Regions from separate parts of the Mus musculus genome. Here regions 2 and 3 are each linked to region 1. The links are chromatin contacts, called in public HiChIP or PLAC-seq and promoter capture Hi-C maps. All regions are on one chromosome and are shown on one strand. Each heading gives the region's core, a stretch centred on a gene start, on an enhancer-like site or on the middle of the called end of the contact. The rest is flanking DNA. Distances are from core to core; before and after follow the strand shown.

Region 1 (4,648 bases), core at 681-3,180:
CGAAGATCCAGACGCTTGATGTAGGGATTAGAGGTCAATACGGAAGCCAATGCCCGGACCCCCTGGAACAGAGCAGAGAGGTACAAGGGGCGAGGAACATAGTGGCCTGGGGGGCCTGGTCCTTCCCTGAACTGAGATACAGATGGTCATAATTTCAGTTTAAATCCCCAGAGCTCCCACCTCCTCCAGAGAACATCAGCTTCTACCTTTAGGTGCCGCCCAATCTCACTTCCTGGAGTCCTTCCTACAATTCCACCCTCATCTCTGTCACACAGTCTCCACCCTGTCTCGCAGGCATGGGAGATGGGACTTGTGTGGCACAGACAGCTTTGAGTGTCTGAGATAGAATCAAGGACAAGATGGCCACTACCTCCTACATCCTCCCAGCCAAGTGTGGTTCCAGTGTCCCCCAACAGATACCTGGGGCCCCAGGCCACGGTGCCGAAGGTTCAATTCAGAGGCACCCTCTTGGCGCAGAAGACAAGAAACTGGCACAACACTATTGGCCCGGCAAGACTTCAGATAGAGGGTAGCCATGACCCGTTCTCCAAGCCCATGGGTGCCTAGCAGTAGATGGGAGATGAAGAAGGAACGAATCACTGGCATAGCCTGGACCCTTTCCTGCCCCTGCCATTTCTTCTTGTTCTGGTGGCTACTGTGCCCATATTCTAGATGAGGACCTCCACACTAAAAATTAATTAAGTCTTTTCTCAAAGCCACCAAACTAGTGAACCAAAGGGAGCATTTGCCTAATGCTGACATGTTTGCTGTCCTTGCCCCACTGCGTCCAGGTATCACAGATCACCTTCCCAAACATACACACACACACACACACACAGAGACACACACAGAGAGACACACACAGAGACACACACACACACACATACACAGAGACACACATACACAGACACACAGACACACACACAGAGACACACACACACAGAGACACACATACACACAGACACACAGATACACACAGACACACACACAGAGACACACACAGAGACACACACACAGAGACACACATACAGACACACACACAAAGACACACACACAGACACACACACACAGAGACAGACACACACACAGACAGACACACATACACAGACACACAGACACACAGACACAGACACACACACACAGACACAGACAGGCAGACAGACATACACAGACACACACACACAGAGACACAGACACACATACAGAAAGACACACACACAGACACACAGACACACACACACAGAGACACAGACACACACAGAGAGACACACATACACAGACACACTGACACACACCACCTCCACCACCACCACCAAAGCTGGCCTCCAGCTTGCTGGTTAAGTTCAGCCTTGAGCTCAATGCTTCAACCATGCTAGGCAAGCACTACACTGAGCTACATTCTCAGTCCACGGGTCATAAGGTCTATATAAACACCCTGGGAGCAGAGGGCTGGAAACAATCTTAAATCCAATATATCCATTAGCTAGGTTTTTCCTATAGGTTGGAACGCCCAGCCCCGAACTCTTTGGGACACAACTGCTTGTCAGGGTATTTCATTTGCAGGTTTTCCAGAAGACAGTTCTAAATGTTAGGCCTCCTCATTCCTCCAGGAGGGCAAGGACTTGAGGGGTATCAGCTGCTGATACTGGGAAATGTGCCCCCACAGAGGGTGCCGGTCGGTTCTAGCTGCCCTCCCACCACTTTTGCGGGAATATCCTCAAGTGAGGATTCCAACTAGGACCCCACGCGGAGGATGAGGCACCTTCTGCTTCCAGAGCAGAGTGTGAATCTGCAGTCCAGGACCTTTCGGCCTCCAGGGTCTCTGCCTGAGGCCCAGTGGCCGCAGCTTCTCCCTCTTGATCTTCATTCTTCTGAACTTCGCAGGGACCCTTCATGTTTACTCTCACTACCCAGTCCGGGACGCAGACTCTAACCACACAGCTCACCGCCTGGAACTCTTCCCAGGGATGTGGGCGGTCCCTCTGGCCTCCTTGACCAATCGAATCTGATCTACGGACAACAGGTGGTCTCTGGGGCCAGTAACGGTGCCCGCCCTCCCACCCCGCCGTCGTCCTGGGAACCGGGTCTTGTTTGCAAAAGAAAACACAACCTTGGCACGCTCTTTCCCAGGGCTGACTACCGCTGCCATGCACGGGGGTAGTCACTCCTTCATGTTCTTTTCACAAACATTTCCAGTCTGACCCCAGAACTAGTGTTTTAGTTACGGCGCTTGGAGTAGACAGCGGCTCTACAGAAGATCTGTAGCCTAGCAATAGTTTTTCTCTGGGGCCACAGCTATGCGGTCACTGCCTAAGGGTCTCAGCTTTCTCTCAAGATCTAGAGGTTGCTATGCTGCTGCGCCAGCAGGGGTATCTCAAACCCAATTTATACTCTTTGGAATGTGCAAGTTTGAGTTCAGAGCCCCTTCTCTGGGCTTCTGTTACCCCGTGTTGACTGCCCACCATATAAGAAAACAAAGTGAGTGGGTAGGGACAGGTCTATTCCTCTCTCTATGCATAGGGTCCAACCCAGGGACTCTGGACAAAAGGGGGCGGGGCTACACCAGCTGGGGTTTGGGAATGAGGCAGGAGCCAGCTCCTACTGAATTTGAGATGTCCCTTTAACAACACTGGCCTGAATCCCATGCATGGCTTCTTGGCCTCCAGTTCAGCTGCGGCTAAAGTTGCCTGCTGACTCATGCAGTTGCAGCCAGCAGGAACTGGGAACATGGCTTCTGCAGCCGCAGCAGCACTCGTGAGCTGGGGGTTTCTGGATTACAAGACGGAGAAATATGTGCTAACCAGGAACTGTCGGGTGGGCGTCTCCCAGAGGCTGCTGCAGCTGGCAGTGGTAGTCTACGTGATAGGGTAAGAACCGCTCCTGGCCAGACTGCAGAGTCTGCTGTGGGGGGTCTTGCTTGCCGAGGGATAAAAGTTGGCTTTTTAGAACCCCAGCTGGTGGGAAAGTGGGAATGGGGGTGAGAGGTAGTCAGAAGGGATTTTAGTCCATTCAGAGAACAGTGGAAGATCCATTCGCCCACGTAAGGGGCTTTGTCTCCAGCGTCTTCTCGGTCTCTGTTAGCGTCTGCAGTTCTCCTGCCCTAAGGTACCCTGATGCAGCAGGAGGCAGTAATTCTCTGAGCAACACAGCACTAAGCCTCTCAGAGAGACCACCAGCTGGATGTCCGAAAAGTCTTTGAGAAGGGAGCTGGGTTTGCTGAGTGTGTGAAGGCACTGGCTGTGAAAAGTGACCATCGTCATCTGAGAGCTCCACCTACTCAGGGGTATAGAGCAAGAGGCGCAGCTAGACAGAAGGTGGAGGCCTCCATGCTGGTCTGGGAGCCTAGTGTGTGAGCACTGCTACTCCTTATCTAGACATTACACTATCCATCATCCTTTCCCTAGGTGGGCCCTCTTGGCCAAAAAAGGCTACCAGGAACGGGACTTGGCCCCTCAGACTTCTGTCATCACCAAACTCAAGGGGGTTTCTGTAACCCAGGTTAAGGAGCTGGAGAACCGGCTGTGGGACGTGGCTGACTTTGTGAAGCCATCACAGGTAGGTCCCCAGCGCTGCTGCAGGAAGTCAGAATTCTTCAGCCACCACCACCAACCACACCTGCCGTGCATGAGAGACATAGGATGCAGGAGGAAGGGTTCTGAGTCAGTGTGAGAAAACAGCTTTCAGGGATGTGGAGCTTCCCAAGCCAAGAAGCCAGGGCCTGCGGAACTTCCTTTAAAGGAAGGTTATCGATGCAACTCAGTGGCAGAGAGCTTGCCTGGCATTCATAGCTTCCGAGCTTCAATGCTAGAACCACCAAACAAACAAGCAAAAACAAAAATACCATCCACCCCACCCATCCAGCACCCATGTGGTGGAGAGATACATGTGAGAAGGAATGAAATATCTTCGGTTCATGATTTATGCTTGGAAGTGAAATGTAGGGGATGGGAACCCAGGGCTTGAGCTTGCTGAAGTCCCCTTGCTATCATTTAGGGATCTTGGATCAAGTTCATTTTTTTTTCTTCCCAATGATGAAAGAATTAAAAGGCAGAGGCTGGAGAGATGGCTCAGTTGTTGAGAACACTGGCTGTTCTTGCAGAAAATACAGCTTCTGTTCCTAGAACCCACATAGTAGCTCATAGCTTTCTGTCATTTCAGTTCCAGGGGATTCTATGCTGTCTTCTGGCCTCTGAGGGCCTCAGGCAGGCACACACACACACACACACACACACACACACACACACACTAATTAAATAAAACAACTCGGCTGGATGCTCAGCATATGCCTGTAATCCCAGCACTCTAGAGGCAGATGCAAGTAGAGCTCTGAGTTTCAAGACCAGGCTGGGTCTACACAGCAAGTTCCAGGATAGCCAAGGCTACACAGAGAAAGCCTGTCTTGAAATAAAACAAAGCCAAAAAAAAAAAATACCCTGCTCAAAAATAGAGTGAAAAGGCAAGAAATAAGTCACAGTCACAGCAAATACATGTCTCATTAAAAGTGAGAGTGCACACATCCCACACACAAAAGAGACAGGCTTCCCACCAGAGGGAAGGGAATTTAGAAACCAAAATCCATTCTCCCATGGAGGGCTGCTGGTTTTAAATATCTGTGGTGGGATAGGATGGGTGCCTCTGTCCTGAATTT
Region 2 (4,648 bases), core at 1,409-3,908, 410 kb before region 1:
GGGTCGAAGTGTGTGTCCGGACTTCCTTCTTTCAGACCAGAGGCACCCTGGAGACCTCACCTGCTTACCAGAGTCTCTGCTGTGCTTCTAGGGGTTCGCTCACTCAGCACCCTTTAAAGCTCTACCGCACAGAGAACTGGAATCCTACCCCCTTAGCATCCTAGGATGCTCATTTACATACCTTATCCTGATTGGACAGAATCTGGCCTCTCATTCACTAGCCTCCCCGACACAATGGTTGGGGGAGGGGCCCAGATTGGCTCCTCCCCCACCCGTTGGATTTTTTTTTTTTCTGTCCAGCCAGCTAAGTATAGTTCTTGGGGATGGTTATATTCAGCCAAGACGTCTGAATCTGGGTCTTGTTTCTCTAATTCTCAGGGCGGAAGCGATAGCCTCAATTTGTGATTTAAACACCTTCCTCAGCTCATTCCTGGACCTCCCACTCCGTTGGCTTCCTCTTAAGGATCCCTTTCCCTCATCAATGCAGTGTGGACTAGGCCGCATCTTCCTTTTCAAGTGAAGAGTCCTGGTTTTCTGAACAGCCTAGTTCCTGCCCCTGCTTTTTCTTACTAATATGACTTAGCCCCTCAACACCAGCTCCTCATAATGGAGCTGAGGACCCTTCCACAAGTGAGTATTACAACACAGTTTACACTATATGGAAGCGCCATATAAACTCACCTCTACAGTTTTCCTTCCTCCCTTCAATCCTAGGAAGCCTGTCATTGCCAACATACCCACAGCAAGTCCATCCTCCCCTGCCACATTTTTTTCTTCCTTGTCTAACAGCTTCACTTCTTTAGGGCAAGAATCAAAGCAGTTAGCCCTAATCCCTAATAACCCCATTCCTGATACAGTAGGTGCTGTAGAGTTTTCTCCTCCCAATCTGTGGTTCTCAGCGTTCCATGGCCTCAGGGCCTCTGGCCTTTCCAAAAGCAGTTTCTCAGAGGGCCCCAGTGGCTGAATGACACCCGATGGTTCAACAGTCACTATGATCAGACACAGCAGTGTTTATGCCAAGAACTTGGCTGAAGGGTTCTTCGAGGCCTCCAACCCTTATGAAACGTCACCAGGTACTGTTACAATCAAGTTCTCTCCCTTCTGCCTGTCACGCAGGCATCAGGATTGAGGAGCCCAGAGCAGGTCAGGCTTCAACTTGTAGGGAAGGGTTCCTGCCCCATCTCTCTCATGAACCTTCAGGTCTCTTAGCTGTAAAACAGTAGTAAATTACCAATATCATGGGCTTGAATCAAGAAACAGACATCCTATAATGAATGCTTCTCAGTTGGCAGAATGCTTGCCTAACATGCATGAAGTCTTTGGTTTAATTTCCTGTGCCACAAAAACCAGGCGTGGTAGCACATACCTGTAGCTCCAGCACTGGACAGGTGGAAGCTCTAGGATCAGACGTTCAAGGCTAGCCTCAGCTGAATGAATAGTGAGGTCAGCCTGGTATACATAAGACTGTTTCAAAACAGTATCAAGACAGCCACATTACCATGTCACCATGGTGATTATAGGTAAGTCATGGATAAGGAAGCTTACTGGACAAAGTCCAAAAGTGAGGTGACGGATGTAAGCATTGCCTTAAGCTCAAGGTGAAAGTGAACTAGTGCTTTCTTGAGTAAATCTGCCAGTTTTCTTGTTGTTTAGAGCTTTTGCTAAGAAAAAGCCTCCCCTTGGGAGAATCAGTGAGGAACAGACTGAAACAAAGAAGAGCAGCATTACAAGAATGAAATAACTTGGCATCATCATTGAGTGATGGAGAAAGGTAGGTGGCTGGTTTTTTTCTCAGAGAAAATAATGGAAGGACAATATACTGCCCAGAAACTTAGTAATGATAAACACTGAGAAGAGCAAGGGGAATTTCTCTTGAATATATTTCTCCTTTTCGACATTAAAAAAAATTACAGTTCAAAAATAAAAAAATGAGCTAGAGAACTCAGTGGTTAGGAAAGCTTACAGTTCTTGCAAAGGACTGAAGTTCGGTTACCAGTATGCGTTCACATTGTGGATCAAAACCAGGCGCGCATGCACACACGCGCACACACACACACATATGCGTGTGTGTATTTATGTATGTATATATATATACATATATATATATATACACGTGTATACACGTATATACATATATATGTGTGTGTTTATATATACTATATATATACACACACGTGTATACACATATATACATACATATGTATATATACATGTATATATACATAAGTATAAACACACATATATATGTGTGTGTATTTATGTATGTATATATATATACTATATATACACACACACGTGTATACACGTATATACATACATATGTATATATACATGTATATATACATAAGTATAAACACATATATGTGTGTGTGTGTATTTATGTATGTATATATATACTATATATACACACACACGTGTATACACGTATATACATACATATGTATATATACATAAACACACACACACACACACACACACACACACACACACGAACAAAAAAATAAAATTTGCAGAGCGTTAGCAGGACATTCAGAGACCTCTAGGTGGCGAGAACAATGGCGGCTTGCAGCCGCATTTAGGCGTGTGCGTCGGGGTGGGGCCTCGGCAGCGTTCGAGGGCGGGGTCTGGATGCTCCAACCTATTCCCTCTGCTCTCCAGCCAGGGTTTGGCAGCCATGGCTTTTCCCCGCGTGCGGCTGGTTGTCACCGCTGATGACTTTGGTTATTGCCCGCGGCGCGATGAGGGCATCGTAGAGGCCTTCCTGGCAGGAACTGTGACCAGCGTGTCACTGCTGGTTAACGGCACAGCCGCAGAGAGTGCGGCCGAGCTGGCCCGCAGGTGAGGGCGGTCCCCTACAGGACCCGGCTGGTTTAGGGGCTCCCACTTGGTGGCAGCCGGTGATCGCTCTCGCGCTCTGCCCGTAGGCACAGCATTCCCACGGGTCTTCACGCCAACCTGTCTGAGGGCCGTCCGGTGGGCCCGGCCCGCCACAACGCCTCGTCGCTCCTCAGCCCCGAAGGCTTCTTTCTCGGCAAGATGGGATTTCGGGAGGCTTTAGCGGCTGGAGACGTTGCTTTGCCCCAGGTGCGGAGACGTGGCTGCAGGGGAATACTCATCTTGATCTTCAAATCTCAGCCCAGAGGGTATCATGGAAGTCGTTGGGTCAAAAGCGGATGCTGGGTATACTCTCTAGTTCAAAGGCTGGAGCAGTCGCATCGTGGCACCAGACGGAGCTCCTAGTTTTGTGGCTGCTTCCCGAAGCTCATAGTATCTGTGCCCCTCCCTTCAGGTGCGGGAGGAACTAGAAGCTCAACTCAGCCGCTTCCGGGAGTTGCTGGGCAGGTCCCCCACGCACGTGGACGGTCACCAGCACGTGCATGTGCTTCCAGGTACGCGGCTTGATACTCCCAGGGCGGGGGGTGGGGCTTCTTTCCTGGGTTGATGGGAGGTCGATGGAGACTCCCCTCTGCGCCCACCCCTCCAAGCAGGCGTGTGTCAGGTGTTCGCCGAGGCGCTGCAGGCGTACGGGGTCCGCTTCACACGGCTGCCGGCAGAACGTGGCGTGGGCAGCTGCGCGTGGCTCGAAGCGCCAGCGCGCGCCTTCGCCTGCACGGTGGAGCGCGATGCCCGGGCCGCAATTGGCCCCTTCTCTCGCCACGGCCTGCGGTGAGCATCAGCCTTCCCAACTACATCCAACCCTGCCACGTCCCCAAAGATCCCAGTTTTGGTTGGTTTTTCTCAACCAAAAAAAAAAAAAAAGTTAGGAGTTGACCTACTGTCCTGCTCCACCCTCTGCCTATCCCGACCGGTCCTTGAGGCAACACCTCTGATATCCTGGCACTCACAGGTGGACCGATGCCTTTGTGGGCCTGAGCACTTGTGGCCGGCATATGTCAGCTCACCGAGTCTTGGGGTCACTGGCGCGGGCCCTGGAAGATATCCCTGCTGGCCACGCCCTGACTGCCGAGCTGATGGCACATCCCGGATACCCCAGTGTGCCTCCAGCAGGGGGCTGCGGTGAGGGCCCAGATGCGTTCTCTTGTTCTTGGGAGCGGCTGCATGAGCTGCACGTTCTCACAGCACCCACTTTGCGGGCTTGGCTGGCCCAAAATGGTGTGCAGCTCTGCGCCATTGATGACCTGGATTCCAAAAGGCCTGGGGAAGGGGTCCCCTTGTGAGGCAACTCTGGAACCTTTCCTGGAGCCTTCCTCACTCAGACACCGAAGGCCAGCTACAAACTGCCTAAAACTATGGAGGAAGGCCAAGGCTAAAGTTCCAGTTCAGTCAGGCCTTGGAGCAGGGTCTGACTTCCTAGAGTGAAAAGCCACTAAATCCTGTTTCCAGGTCCTCTAGGCTGAGTAGTGAGTAGTAGGCCGACCTTGGGCAGCCTTACCTGGCTGCAGGGAGGCCCAGTCTGTGACATCTGGACGTAAGGACAGCTGAGCGATTATTTGGTGCCAGTTCGTGTTGTAGTTACAACCACTTGTTTAAGAGCAATGGGAAGAGGCTGGTGTGTTAATAAAATAATGTCTTTCAGATTTGGCTGGTTTATAAAGTGTCCAGGTATCCTTCAGAGAAATAAGAGTGGGCACAGAGAACTCCTTAGAGGCTCAGACCAAGACATACAAAAACATCTTTACATTCCAAT
Region 3 (4,648 bases), core at 1,066-3,565, 380 kb before region 1:
CAATATGAACAGTATAAACATCAGGCAAATTTCAAGAGAATTACAAAGATGGGGAAATCTGGACTTCAGTTTAACAGGGCAAAAAGAAAAAAACCTCAACATTGTTTAGAGACTTTAGACTGGGTTGTAGAAGCTTAGCAGTGGGGTGAGTGGCTGGCTGGCCGCACAAGGCCTCACAGCATTCAATTCCAGAACTACAAAAACAATAAGTAAATAAAAGGCATATAGTGTTCTCTGAGACTAGCTTAGTTCACAGAATGCTTGCCTAGCATGTACAAAGCCCTGAGTTCAATTCCTACACAAAGAGGGTAAATCACAACCACCTCTAACTACAACCCCAGGTCAACCAACACCTCCTGGACCGCTAGGTACACAAACATACACTTAGATCAAATACCCATAAAAGTATTTTTTTTAAAGTAAATTCAAAGTCATCCTAGGATACACAGGGAGTCTCAAAGCTAGTATGGAGTACATGATACTCTGTCTTGGGAAAAGGAAAACCTATGGAACCTATGGAAGGGTATTTCTCAGTGCTAAGATTATCAAGTAGATACAAAAGCCCCAAGCCTTCTGACCACAGAAGGAAGGGCGTCACCCAGTGAGTGCTGAGCTGATGGCTCAGGAAATCTAAAGTAGAGTGACTAAACTCTCTTTGCTGTCAGGTTAAGGTTTCCCAAGAAGGAAAGACAACTTTTTTTGCACAATTTTAATCAACAAAGAACTGATTATAAAAAGAAGTAAGGGCTGGTGAGATGGCTCAGTGGGTAAGAGCACCCGACTGCTCTTCCGAAGGTCTGGAGTTCAAATCCCAGCAACCACATGGCGGCTCACAACCATTTGTAACGAGATCTGACGCCCTCTTCTGGAGTGTCTGAAGACAGCTACAGTGTACTTACATATAATAAATAAATAAAATATTTTTTAAAAATTAATAATTAAAAAAAACAAAAGAAGTGAAGGCAGATCTTTGTGAGTTGAAGGCCAGCCTGATCTACAGAGTGAGTGAGCTCTAGGACAGCCAGGGCTACACAGAGAAACCCTGTCTCAAAAACAAAAACAAAAAAGATGAAGTGAGGGCTGGTGAGATGGCTCAGTGGGTAAGAGCACCCGACTGCTCTTCCGAAGGTCAGGAGTTCAAATCCCAGCAACCACATGGTGGCTCACAACTATCCATAACGAGATCTGACTGGAGTGTCTGAGGACAGCTACAGTGTACTTACATATAATAAATAAATAAATCTTTAAAAAAAAAATTTACTTTAAAAAAAAAAAAAAAAAAAAGATGAAGTGAGAGAACTGTCACCTGCAGAGAGGACTGGGTAGCCTAATAGAAGAGCATTTCAGGGCTGACTCAGCAGGTAAGAGCACTGACTGCTCTTCCAAAGGTCCTGAGTTCAATTCCCAGCAACCAGATGGTGGCTCACACCACCCATGAGATCTGATGCGCTCTTCTGGTGCGTCTGAAGACAACTACAGTGTACTTATGTATAATAATAAATAAGTATTTACTAAAAACATTAAAAAAAAAAGCATTTCTCAATAGGGCAACAACAGGATCCAGAACAGGATTATGCATCTCAGTATTCTGAGTCTCACATATAAAAGAGATGCCAGACATCGTGGCTACACCCTACTGAAATTAATAGCCTCTGTAGACCTAGCTGGGAACCACTGGCACTAGAATGACCAGGATGCTAAAGTTCCTGCATTGCCCAAGATGGCTCTGAGGGCAACAACTGCCTCCACCTTCACTAAGGAAAACTGAAAATCTACAGTGCTCATTCAGAGGTTCTATCTAAAGATCTGAGAGATGGCAGTGCCCCTAAAACTGAGATGATCCTGATAATGATGAATTGGGAAAGAATTTCAAGAAATCCAAGTAAATGCAGAGGGTAAAGTCCAAAGGCTTTATTACAAGTAATGAAGGAAAGGAGTCAACTTAGAAAAGCTGGTGAGACAGTTCAGAGGCTAAAGGTACTTGCCATTGAAATTAGGCAGTCTGAATTCACTCCCCATGATACACAGGGTGGAAAGAGAGAAGAGCCTCCGGCTAACTGTCCTCTAACTTCCACACTATAGCATGAGCACATACAAATGCACACACGGGCACATACAAATTAATTTTAAAACAAAAGAAAACACAGAAGTAGCCCATCTCTTTGAGAATCAAGTCTGAAAGACTTAACCAAGAATGACATGAACTTACAAAACATACTTCCTCAAAAGGTTTATTTCAGTTCTGCTCAATGCCAAAAGCAACCTGGGGTCAGCTGTTCAAAGCTGATGGTGCAATGCTGACAACCAAGATATGAGCCAAGAGAAAGCAGAACCAGCCAACCCTTTACCCTTCTGCTGGAAGGCGACAAGTACACAGGGGAAGAGCAGATCAGATCCCTCTTTGATTCCAGCTGCTCAGAGCTTTGGAAGAAAGCCGGAAAAAAACATATTCTTTTCCGCTTCTCTGGGGTTTTTGTTTTAGTTTGTTTTGGGTAGTGCTAAAGATATACCCAAGGCCTCATCAGGTGTACTGCTGCTGTACACTGTATTCCTAGCTAAAGGCCCAGGCAAGAGAATCATTGTAAATCTGAAGCAAGCCTGGAACACCATATCAAGTCTCTCTCTCTTTCTCTCCACACCAGGGCTCAGATGAGCTAGGCAATGCAAGCACTCTACCACTAAATTATTGCCTGAGATAGTTTGAATGAGAATGGCTGCCACAGGCTCATGTGTCTGAATGCTTAATCCCTGTTGATGGTTTTATTTGGGAAAGATTAGGAAGTATGGTCTCCTTGGAGGATTTGTGCTCTTGTTGAAAGTGTCACTGGGGTCAAAAGCCCACACCAGTGTCTGTCTCTCTGCTTGGAACCTGTGGATCAGATGTGAGCTCTGAGCTACTTCCCCAGCACCATGCCTGTCTCTGTCTGTCTGCCTGCCTGCCTGCCTGCCTGCCTGCCTGCCTGCCTGCCTACCTGCCTGCTGTCATACTCCCCACCATGATGATAATAGACTAGCCCTTGCTTCCTTTTTAAGTTGCCTTGGTCATGTGTTTCACCACAGCAATAGCACACTGACTAAGACCACCCCTTCGTCCTACTTCCTAAGGGGAAATATCCATTTCTCAATTTTAGCCTCTCTCTCCCGTAAAAGAAAATTGGATACACACAGGCCAACAGGAAGGCTAAGTACAGAGTGTGGGAGACAAAGTGTGGCAGAATCAGAGAGCTGGCCTCCCAGGAACCACTTTCCCCAAGTCCTTAACCGATTAGGGAAAACAGGAGACTACCTTGCGTGGCCAGCCATGTATTTTGTTTTCAGACAGAACCATCCAACTCAGATATATACATCTGTATTTTGACACAGTGCCCCCACCCCCAGTTTTGTTGTTGTTGCTGTTTTTGTTTAATGGGGGTAGGAAATTGTGTCCTATCTATCATGGAGACTTGACTGTTGTGCTACCAAGTAGCACAAATCTACAATATTAGCCTCAAACTTGCAGAGAACACCTACCTCCGCCTCATCAGTGCTGGGACTAAAGGTGTAAAGGCATATATTACCACACCTGGCTAGAAGCATGCTCTTTAAAAAGGCAAAATCTTCTGCAATGGCTAATCTCGATTGTCAATATGACTATCTGTAACTTACTAAACTCCAAACAGCCAGGCACACCTGTTTTTCTTGGTTGCACCATTGGAAGACCTACCTTAAAACCAGATTACCTGAGGTCAGAAAACCCACTCTAACTCTGGGCCACTCCATCTGGTGAAAGCCCCCACAAAAGGTCATGGAAGGGAGCTTTTGTTTTCTGTCTACTTGCCCCCACTCTCACTGGCAAGTTCATCTGTCCTGACCCAGCCCTTGGCTGTCGTTTGAACCTACTTTTTTGGGATTCCAACAGACTGCCAACTGGCAGCTCTCTAGGCTTCCCTGAAACATCAGCACCAGACTGGAACTGCTGAGACATTCAGTCTCTTGGATCTTGGCGACAGCTGTTATTGGACTACACCGACCACAGCCTGTAAGCCACTCTAATAAATTCTTTATTAATATATAGATATATATTCATTCTATCAGTCCTCTTCCTTAGAGAACTGTGACTAACACATGTATTCCCACTGAGCTTGGCACATGGAAGCAACCAGAATAGTCATTTCTACTGCAAGTCTGAGATCAAAGAAACTCAGAAATTTTTCTGAAAGGGGGCAGGAGGGGACAGTGGTGGCCACATCTTTAGTCCCAGCGCTCAGGAAGCAGAGGCAAGTGGATCTCTGTGAGTTCAAGACTAGTCTGGTCTACACAGTGAGTTCCAGGACAGAAAAGCTACATGGAGAAACCTGGTTTTGGGGGAAGGGGGGTATGGGGAGGGGAGAAGGAGGGGGATGTCAAGACAGGATTTCTCTGTATTAGCCCTGGCTGTCCTAGAACTTACTCTGTAGATCAGGCTGGCCTGGAACACAGAGATCCACCTGCCTCTGCCTGGGGTTAAAGGCATTTGACATCAGGTCTAGTCTGATTTTTGTTTGTTTGTTTGTTTGTTTTTTGAGACAGGGTTTCTTTGTGTAGCCATGACTGTCCTGGAACTCACTCTGTAGACCAGGCTGGCCTTGAACTCAGAAATCCGCCTGCCTCTGCCTTCCAAGTGCTGGGA

What was found. Promoter capture Hi-C pulls out the DNA fragments that hold promoters and counts their contacts. HiChIP or PLAC-seq counts read pairs in DNA pulled down with a chosen protein or histone mark.
Region 2: a contact with region 1 is called in a promoter capture Hi-C map of pre-B cells. The contact joins the promoter of Ydjc here to the promoter of Lrrc74b in region 1. A contact is called at or near these places in 8 of 39 promoter capture datasets (the HPC-7 cell line, embryonic stem cells, fetal liver and 4 more), 2 of 484 Hi-C or Micro-C datasets (embryonic stem cells and pre-B cells) and 2 of 9 other capture datasets (adipose tissue and pancreatic islet).
Region 3: a contact with region 1 is called in an H3K27ac HiChIP or PLAC-seq map of microglia, with 4 times the contacts expected there. The contact joins the enhancer-like site here to the promoter of Lrrc74b in region 1. A contact is called at or near these places in 4 of 39 promoter capture datasets (cranial neural crest, liver and stem cell-derived epiblast-like cells), 1 of 15 datasets of contacts at CTCF or cohesin (the NIH/3T3 cell line), 1 of 115 datasets of contacts at active chromatin or transcription factors (microglia) and 1 of 9 other capture datasets (pancreatic islet).

Annotation. Positions count from the first base shown.
Region 1 is chr16:17,559,317-17,563,964 of GRCm38.p6, forward strand. It overlaps Lrrc74b (leucine rich repeat containing 74B), which reads right to left and starts at 1,931. Exons shown (of 9, transcript NM_029053.3): 1 at 1,763-1,931; 2 at 421-563; 3 at 1-62. The coding sequence starts at 1,895. P2rx6 (purinergic receptor P2X, ligand-gated ion channel, 6) reads left to right here and starts at 2,569. Exons shown (of 12, transcript NM_011028.2): 1 at 2,569-2,867; 2 at 3,405-3,555. The coding sequence starts at 2,698.
Region 2 is chr16:17,144,309-17,148,956 of GRCm38.p6, forward strand. It overlaps Ydjc (YdjC homolog (bacterial)), which reads left to right and starts at 2,659. Exons shown (of 5, transcript NM_026940.4): 1 at 2,659-2,838; 2 at 2,925-3,084; 3 at 3,290-3,389; 4 at 3,489-3,666; 5 at 3,848-4,549. The coding sequence starts at 2,675. The coding sequence ends at 4,178. It overlaps LOC115488656 (a long non-coding RNA gene), which reads left to right and starts at 563. Exons shown (of 3, transcript XR_003951945.1): 1 at 563-630; 2 at 858-1,073; 3 at 1,654-1,716. Ccdc116 (coiled-coil domain containing 116) reads right to left here and starts at 138. Exons shown (of 5, transcript NM_001373948.1): 1 at 69-138.
Region 3 is chr16:17,179,301-17,183,948 of GRCm38.p6, forward strand. The region is part of intron 1 of Ube2l3 (ubiquitin-conjugating enzyme E2L 3); the gene reads right to left. Among named protein-coding and RNA genes, the nearest start is that of Ube2l3, 20 kb to the right of the region's middle. Within about 2 kb of position 2,316, at least 86 of the 459 cell types and tissues checked have an H3K27ac peak or open chromatin away from gene starts, as enhancers often do. A contact at or near this core is called in liver and microglia, where this site is marked.